Regions from separate parts of the Pan troglodytes genome. Here region 1 is linked to region 2. Evidence: chromatin contacts called from public Hi-C data. All regions are on one chromosome and are shown on one strand. Each heading gives the region's core, a stretch centred on a gene start, on an enhancer-like site or on the middle of the called end of the contact. The rest is flanking DNA. Distances are from core to core; before and after follow the strand shown. Region 1 overlaps LOC107970711 (a long non-coding RNA gene). Region 2 has its middle 200 kb from the start of ZPLD1.

What was found. Hi-C and Micro-C count contacts between places; a contact is called where the count stands out from the background.
Region 1: a Hi-C map of induced pluripotent stem cells shows a contact between it and region 2, with 2.0 times the contacts expected there. The contact joins two enhancer-like sites. A contact is called at or near these places in 2 of 7 Hi-C or Micro-C datasets (induced pluripotent stem cells and stem cell-derived neural progenitor cells).

What each region holds. Positions count from the first base shown.
Region 1 is chr2:105,987,508-105,991,318 of NHGRI_mPanTro3-v2.0_pri, reverse strand. All of the region lies in intron 8 of LOC107970711 (a long non-coding RNA gene), which reads left to right. Among named protein-coding and RNA genes, the nearest start is that of ZPLD1, 230 kb to the right of the region's middle. Within about 2 kb of position 1,403, at least 6 of the 24 cell types and tissues checked have an H3K27ac peak or open chromatin away from gene starts, as enhancers often do. A contact at or near this core is called in induced pluripotent stem cells, where this site is marked.
Region 2 is chr2:105,553,741-105,558,048 of NHGRI_mPanTro3-v2.0_pri, reverse strand. No RefSeq gene overlaps it. Among named protein-coding and RNA genes, the nearest start is that of ZPLD1, 200 kb to the left of the region's middle. Within about 2 kb of position 1,423, at least 1 of the 24 cell types and tissues checked has an H3K27ac peak or open chromatin away from gene starts, as enhancers often do. A contact at or near this core is called in induced pluripotent stem cells, where this site is marked.

The sequences.
Region 1 (3,811 bases), core at 154-2,653, 430 kb before region 2:
AGTGCCTAGAATATAGAAGACAAATATTTGTGAAATAAATAAATAAAATATGTATAAATGAATGAACAAATGAATTACAAATGCATGAATGAATGATCATTCCAAATTATACATTAATCAATGGAAAATATTATTGAAATGTAATTTGTGTTTATTTGTCTCCTTCAAGGAAAACTATTTGCTTATGAATTACCAGTGCAGGATAAAGTAAATAATTTACAGAAAATTACAAAGTAGAATTTAACATATGAAATTCCTTTTTAAAAATGTTCCAAGGCAAGAAGAACCAGGGAGCTGACATGTTCCTAGATCCAGGAGCCACCCAGTGGATTGACGATTCTTATCATAATAAGACTTCCTTGAACCATCCCGCACCCAACCCTTTTCCAGAAAGAGTTGAAGACAAATCTACAGTGAATAGGAGGCTGAGGCCACCACAGTGAGTTCCAAGAGTATGCACCACAGTGCCCCCTCTTATTCAATCCCAATCATTGCTAAGCAACTAACTGGTTGTCAGTGGTGGCAGAGATAAAAAGCCCATTCTGCTTCGAGAAGAATCCCTTGGCAGAAGTTACTGTTCCCAAGCTCAAAAAATAAATCAGGAAATCTATATCTAACATATTAGAGAAGTATTAAACTTGATTTTTTTCTGCTAAATGAGAGAAGAAAGACGAGGGAAATACCCAACTAAAAAATATATAATAATGCAGTTTTAGGTTGACAATGAAGAACAATGAAGAGGTGCAAACAGAATCCAAACCTAGCTTATAATCTGCTTTGAAATGTTTAAATACGAGAGGTTATATTCCTGGAAAAAAAGCTAAAGTGTGAATTCTGGAACAAGGGTACCAGTCAATATCGATAGCAAGGTCTTCTGCACAACTGCAGTGGCTGGGGCGGGCAGAAGGGAAAGGGAACAGCGAGGGAAGGGTGGGACTGCCTTCGCCGTATGGATGCCATGCCCTTGGTGAGAGCAAGATTTGAATTCATTTAACCCGTTTACTTCACAGTATTCTCCATTCCTCTACTTTTTCGGAGTAAGAATTTAAGAGATCCTCTTTTTAATAAAATAGATTTTAACAAAATGTAAAGTTCTTCTCTCACTTACCAACTTTAAAAATCTCTAAGGAGGACTTTAGAAACTGAAGATCAATTCCTGATACCTCCATGTGAATAGCTTTGTAACTCAATGTGGTTTTTCGTTTTCTTGTTTTTTTTTTTTTTTTTTTTTTCCTGAAAACAAAATTCATGTCTTGAAAAGGAACACCAAAATTCCAACTCCACAACCTTTGGGAAGTCCCCCATGAGCTGCTTGTTCACGGATTAGCACCTAGCTGCAGCTGAGAGAGATTCTCACATGCAGGAGAATCAGACTTGTGTCCTGGACTTAGCAAAGCATGATCACACTCTTTGTCCTTATCTACCCAGCCACAGCTTCCAGTGCAAGTGTCCTTGTGCCCTGGTGCCTGATATCCAGCTCCGGCGGCCTAGAAAATCAGTTAGGCTTTTCAGTCACAGCACCCCCTGTGACAAACGTGTGGAGCACCGCATGACTTCTTCAACCAGCTGGTTTTTCTGGCATTTGAATAAAAGTAAAAATAGAAAACAAAGAGGGAGAAGAAAAGTGACAAGCTGAAACCTGCGAAGAGAAAGAGGACAAGGTACAGAAAATTGGCTCCAGGACGCCAGGGAGGGGGCGGGGTATGATGGGCTGCTACTGCCATCTAGTGGCTGCATGACACTCGGTGAAAACTAATAAATCAGGCTCCAAGCGGCTTTGATTTATTTTTTCAGTTCCAGGCGAAAAGAAAATGTCTTCATAAATGAGCTGGGACAGTGGTGAGGAGATTTTTTTTTTTTTTTTTTTTTTTTTGGCCCTAGTCAATGACTTCCACTTCGTTTGGTAAACTGGGGAAAGATAGAGGAAACCTTACCAGAGCTGCCTTAACAAGTGTGTCCCTCTGCTTTTCTATTTGAGACTTCAGCAGACACCTTCTTCAAACGACGGTTTCCTCTCACGCCTAGGTTGCCGATTAGGACAGAAATAATCATGATAAAATAAGTATTCCTCCAGTTAAATTTGAATTTCAGATAAACAACTAATAGATATTTTAGTATAAGTATGTCCCATGCCATATTTAGAGCATATCTACACTAAAAAACATTTATTATGTATCTGAAATTCAAATTTGTGGCCATTTGTATTTTATATGATAACCCTACCTCATCCCCCAGTAAAGATAATATTTAGCTAAAAATTTTGATAGTAAGTTTATTTTAGGACTGACCTGAAATATGGCTGTCCATGAGAAAAATATATTGCTTGCATCATTTCTGCTCACGACTATTATTACAGATGTTGGTATGAATAAACATCTTGAAAGGGATAATTCATAATAAAGGTAATATCTTAGACATTGAATTAAGTTCATTTTAATCTTTCATACTGAATTCCCGTTTGTTCTATGACATATATATCCGAGTTGGAAGCTTGTGGGAGGCAGATAGGTTTGAAGATCTAGTCACTAAAATCTACTTCAAATTAATAACCACTTATTGATTAGAAACCTGTATAAATGTGTTAACAGGACCTGAATGTTATTGGCTCAGAGCTTACGTTTAGGGGCACAAACTATTATGAAATGTGTATAAAAAGGACTCCTGTCTCAGAAAAACTCTCTCTTCTCGCCAGGGAAACAAGAGTCTAAAAAAAGACCCAAGCGTCTTAGCAGCTTTATTTTTCACCTTTAATACACTTGACAATTTGACAGATTGAATTTTGCTTTTTAGATTTTGACTTTTAATGAGAACATTCCTTTTATTTCACTTGGCTGAAGGACAAGATTTAAACACCCACTGAACAAGGATAGCTTATCAACTGCCACAAAGGTGCTGTGGCTTGAATGATCATGTGTATTTAGGACAACCTATTCAATTGATGGGTGAGGCTAAATCTTCCAGAATTTACTGCAAACATGTCTTAGATGTGGTACAATCATGGCCATTTTTCATGACTTGTGTGAGTCATTAATTATAATGGAAGAGCTCCCTAAAAGGGAAAATGATAATCTCATTTGGTGTTGAAATAGCCATAAACCCAAAGAGTACTTCTAAGTAAATGATCATGTAAGACCTGCAATAGAAACGTGAGCCATCCTTCCCTCAATCCTCACAATTCCACATAACCACACAATAGTAATACCCCTTCTTTGCTTGTTAACACTAGACAACCAACTTTCTGTGACTTAATTGTATTTTTCAAAGTAAGCTAAAATCTAACCTGCCTTGTCAAAATAAAAGAGCTGACTGATAGTAAGCAAATTGCTTTGAAATTCCTGGAGTAAATCATCCTCATTGGGATGTAACTTCTGCCAATTATTAAAGGATGCCTCGGCCCCAAACACAGCACACCTAGATGTTACGCACCTTAGAAACTGAGAATATAATACATTATGCACTTAATGGTATTCTGATACAGATATACACTACTTAACATAATAGGTATATTCCTAAATAGTGCATCAATTCAGATCATCTTTTTCTATTGAATTATAATATAATTTAGGAGGTGTATTGTTCTTATTTCTATTCCTCCATCAATTGCTAGTGATTGCTAGTACATATGCTTATACTTAACTTCTTTATTGCTGATCAAGTCGCTACTAAAAATAGAGAATATAAAATACTACTGGAGAAAAATTCTTTTTGTATTAATCCTTTATGCTATAAGAATTAAATCCCTTTAAACCTCAATTTGTATATTTGGGATTTTTCTTATATACCTATATATTTCATCAGCTAAACTATTTTC
Region 2 (4,308 bases), core at 174-2,673:
CACCACTGTAAACTGGGCTAGGCAGGGCAAGTAAAGAAATAGGTTTTAAGAAATTAAAATGAAACTAAATTATTGGTAAGAAAAGAATGAGCAATCTAAATTCCTTAAGGGAAGAAGCTCTATGAATTTAAGCTGTGTTATCTTTCAAAGAAAACCTCTGTCAAAAACTAATCAGGGTTGCATTAATTGGTTTTGTATTATCTGAGAAAATTGTCAGAGAATGATAAAAATCTAGTGTCTCCTACTTCAAATCTAGCACATCCCAATGTCAACTCTAAGAAGCTTTTATCAATGTAGATACCAATATTTACATGCACCATTATTTTAGCTGCTAAAACAAATTTTGTAATAAATTATTCATCAATTACCAAAGTAACCATCTTATTTCATATAAGAAAGGGATAAGAGGAGAAAAAAAGTAAGACAGCAAAAAGAGGTCCTTGTGGGAATTACCTAAAATTTATGTTTAAAAATCTGCACCCAAATTCATTGAAGTTGTTGATAGAAATTTTTTCCTTGTAGGTATAATACGTAGGGCCCTGGCTTTTTGCTGGCTATTGATTGGAGGTCACCTTAATCTGAAATTAAGAAGACATTGGAGAGTGCATATTTATACCTAATTGGTTACTAATTTGTATTAATAATCATAATATTTGTTTATATTTCTTTCCCACTAATATTCGTTTAAATTTCCCCAAGTGTGTGCTGATTCATATGTTTATATTTATCTGTGCATGTGCGTGGCACTTGATTTTATTTGTTTGCTTGCTTTACTGTATAAGCAATAGACCAAAAAGTTAAAGCTTGAGGTCATAATTTTACAAGAGCATGCTGAGAACTGAAGAAAAGTTTGATAATCCAGAAGCTTGGGCTAATTTGTCCCAAGTGTGGTTATGAGGATACAGACCTTTCTCCCGAGGGCATCAAATTCAAGGAAGCATTTTAGAAAATTCACAAGTTTTGAGAGATGTAAAGGAATATGAAAGCCTAGAAGACGTATATGTCCCTATATAAATTGTGTGAGATCACAGTAGGTATGGAGCAACTCCTCTACTGCTAAAGATTACCTCAAAAAGAGAAATGTAAATACATAGCTACCAACTTCCTCTTAGTGTATATTGAGCTATATTTTTCTAATCCCAGAAACAAGTTTAAATCAAATTTTTTATTCACTTTTACCTGGACTGATACCACAACATCATAGTCATCAGGACTGAAGAATAAGTTTTGTAGTGATGGAGGAAGATGTTTCAGTGTAAAACTAATCAAAATGAAATCAAATTTATGCCCTAGCACGTTGCTACTCACAGTGAAGTCCAGCAGCATTAGAATCACTTGAGAACTTGTTAGCAATGCAGGATCTCAGGCCCAGTCACAGGGCTGCTGAGTCAGAATTTGCCTTTTAACAGAATGCCCAGCTGATTCATATGCACATTAAACTTTAGGAAGCATTATCTCAACACATGAGCACCAAGTCAACAGAGTTTACCAACTACAGTGTGACAAATGGGTTACAGTTGGGCAGAATTAACAATTTCCACAGCCTTCAGCAGAGCTAGGCAGAGCCCAGATCCTTTAAAGCCATCGGGCCAGCCTCCTGTAGCCATGTCCTGGCTTATCCATTTACCCTCATATGCTGTGCAAACACAGGCTTGAATTTTATATGTGTACTATGTACACAAAGGAGAATGTTATGTACTTTTCATGTACTAAATACATTAAAAATGTTAAGAAGCCAGCACTATCCTAACCAACTAAACTTAAACAAGTGTTAGAATGTGAATTTAATTTTGTGCAGTACTTGATGTCATGAAACATGTCATAAGAGCATCAAGTGGTACGATACCAACATTAACAATACATATCAAAATTCTAGAATTCGCATAGCTACTGCTTTGTTTGAAGACTTACTATTTGTTATCCTAGGAGTCAGGATGAAAACTCAACCAATGCTTTTCTGAGAGTAGCTTTTGGAATTGGTTTGAGGCATCTCTTTTTATCTGATGGGAAGTGAAAGCCACTGTATTGAATTAGAAGATGATAGCACACTCCAAGAATGAGAAGAAGCTAGGCTTAGAAGCAAGTCCCTTACATTTTCTTTTCAAAAGAAATCCACATCTTACTTCTTATCCAGAAAGATTTTATTTTAACATTCTTGTTGGAAAGGGAGCATCACTATAAATAAAAGCATGTCAAATTCATAACTCAGATGCTTTGTAATGCAGGGCAACTTCAGAACAAAACATTCTATGTGCTCTGCCATCTTCATCTCAACAAAACTCATATCCTCTAGACCTACCTAATACAGTCTAATACAGTAGTCACTACCCATGTATGGCTATTTAAATTTAAATATAAATTAGCTGAAATTTAAATTTCAATATTCATTGAAATTAAGCAAAATAAAAAATTCAGCTCCTAATTTGCATTTACTACATTTGAATTGCCCAAAAGGCATATATGAGTAACGGCTTCTATAACAGATGTATAGATATAAAACATTTCCATTATCACAGAAAGTTCTATTAAATGGCATTACTTTAGACTTTACATATACATTATGTTCCTTTGCCAAGTTCCTGCGGAAAAAGAGACAAAGGGCCTCTTTTTGTCATATTACTGCCCTTTAACACAACTGACTTAAGTCCAGTAATAAAATAGTGAGCCAACCACACATTTACTCTCAAGCTCCTTCCTTCCTCGCTGCGCCAGGATCAGGAACTAGTAAGACTTCCCTGACCACTACAGGAAGATCACAGACCCAGGGTATATTCCAGAAGAAATGTGGTTAGAGTGCTTTTAACCAGGCTCCACATTCTTCCTTTATAGTAGAGTGTTGAAGCATGCCCACTCCGTTCCTACACCACCCAAAATGCTCTACCCAAATGGCCACTATTTAAAAGAATTAAATTATGTCTATTAGTTCATTCTTTCAATTCTCAGTAATATTTGCATTCATGAGGTAATCCATTCTACAAATACGTATTGAATGACAACTATATCCTCGGCACTGTGCTACACACAGAAGATATAGCAATGGCCAAGACAGACGTGGTCATTTTTCTTCATGGCACTAAAAGTTTAGCAAGAAACAATGAACAAGTGATTACCGATGTGATAAGTACAACATCAGGGAAGTAGCACATAATAAAATAGAGGCCTTAACCTAGTTTTCTGAGTTAGGGAAAGCTTTCTGAGCAAGTGATATTTGAGGTGAGTTTTGAAAGACAAGATCCTACTTAGAGGAGGGGAATAAAAAGGAGAGAAATGACATCCCAAACAGTGGTAACATTATGGTCCAAGGCATTGAGGTTGCAAATAACAAAACAAAAATGGAAAGAGAATCAGTGTGACTGCCTCATAGAGGTTCAGTAGAGAGTGGTAGTGATCAAGGTAAGATCAAAAGTGTCACCATCTGATTTACATTTTTAAGGGTCACTGACTACAGAAGATATATAGGAATGGAGCAAGAATGAAATCACAGATATTATTTAGAAGTTCTGTGCAAAACCATGGGCTGGGGAAGAAGGCAGAGTAAAAGTGGTAATGGTAGCAAAAAAAAACTTAGAGAATGAACAAGCCCTAAGATGGAAAGGATATTAGGAGTGAAGAAGAGAGAGGAGTTTAAAAAATTACTCCCAGATTTCTAGTTTTAGGGATTGGCTGGATGATAAACTGGCAAACACTGGAAACACTGTGGGTTGCAGGGGACCAAGCATTAGAGTTAAGTGTGAGGTCTGTGAAATTAAAGACTTCTGTGAAACATGTTAAAATGAAGATATTGAGTAGGTAGCAGATAGAGCTATAGGTCATAATCATGGGTGTAGATTGAAATCACAGGGGTCAATGCGATCACCTAAGGAGAGAATATGAATTCAGAAGAAGAGCCCCTGCAATAGAGACTCACACCTTGCCACATAAAGGGCTACAGCCTGTGTTCTGAGAAGGACAGCCCTGGCTTCACAAGATTTAAAAGCTAATAAATATTCCATTCAGAATCACCCAGGATTCAATCTCAGCAATCACACATTTGCAGTTGGCAAGATTGTTTCTCCAAGGTTTTCTGCAAGATTTGAAATATTTAAACGCTTTCAGATCTTCATCCCTGTCTCTTTGGTTTAGAGCAGAGAGGTAGTGCTCATGGTGGACTTTGGCAGTTCTGGTCCAGAAGAGACGTCCTCCCTCCATTCCTTGAGATGCACTGCCATCTGGTGGCCATCACTTAGCGGAAGAACTCTTACCTTCGCTTTGGGTTGGTTTGCAATCCACACACTTTTTGGATGATCTCCTATGCCTACGAAGCTACTT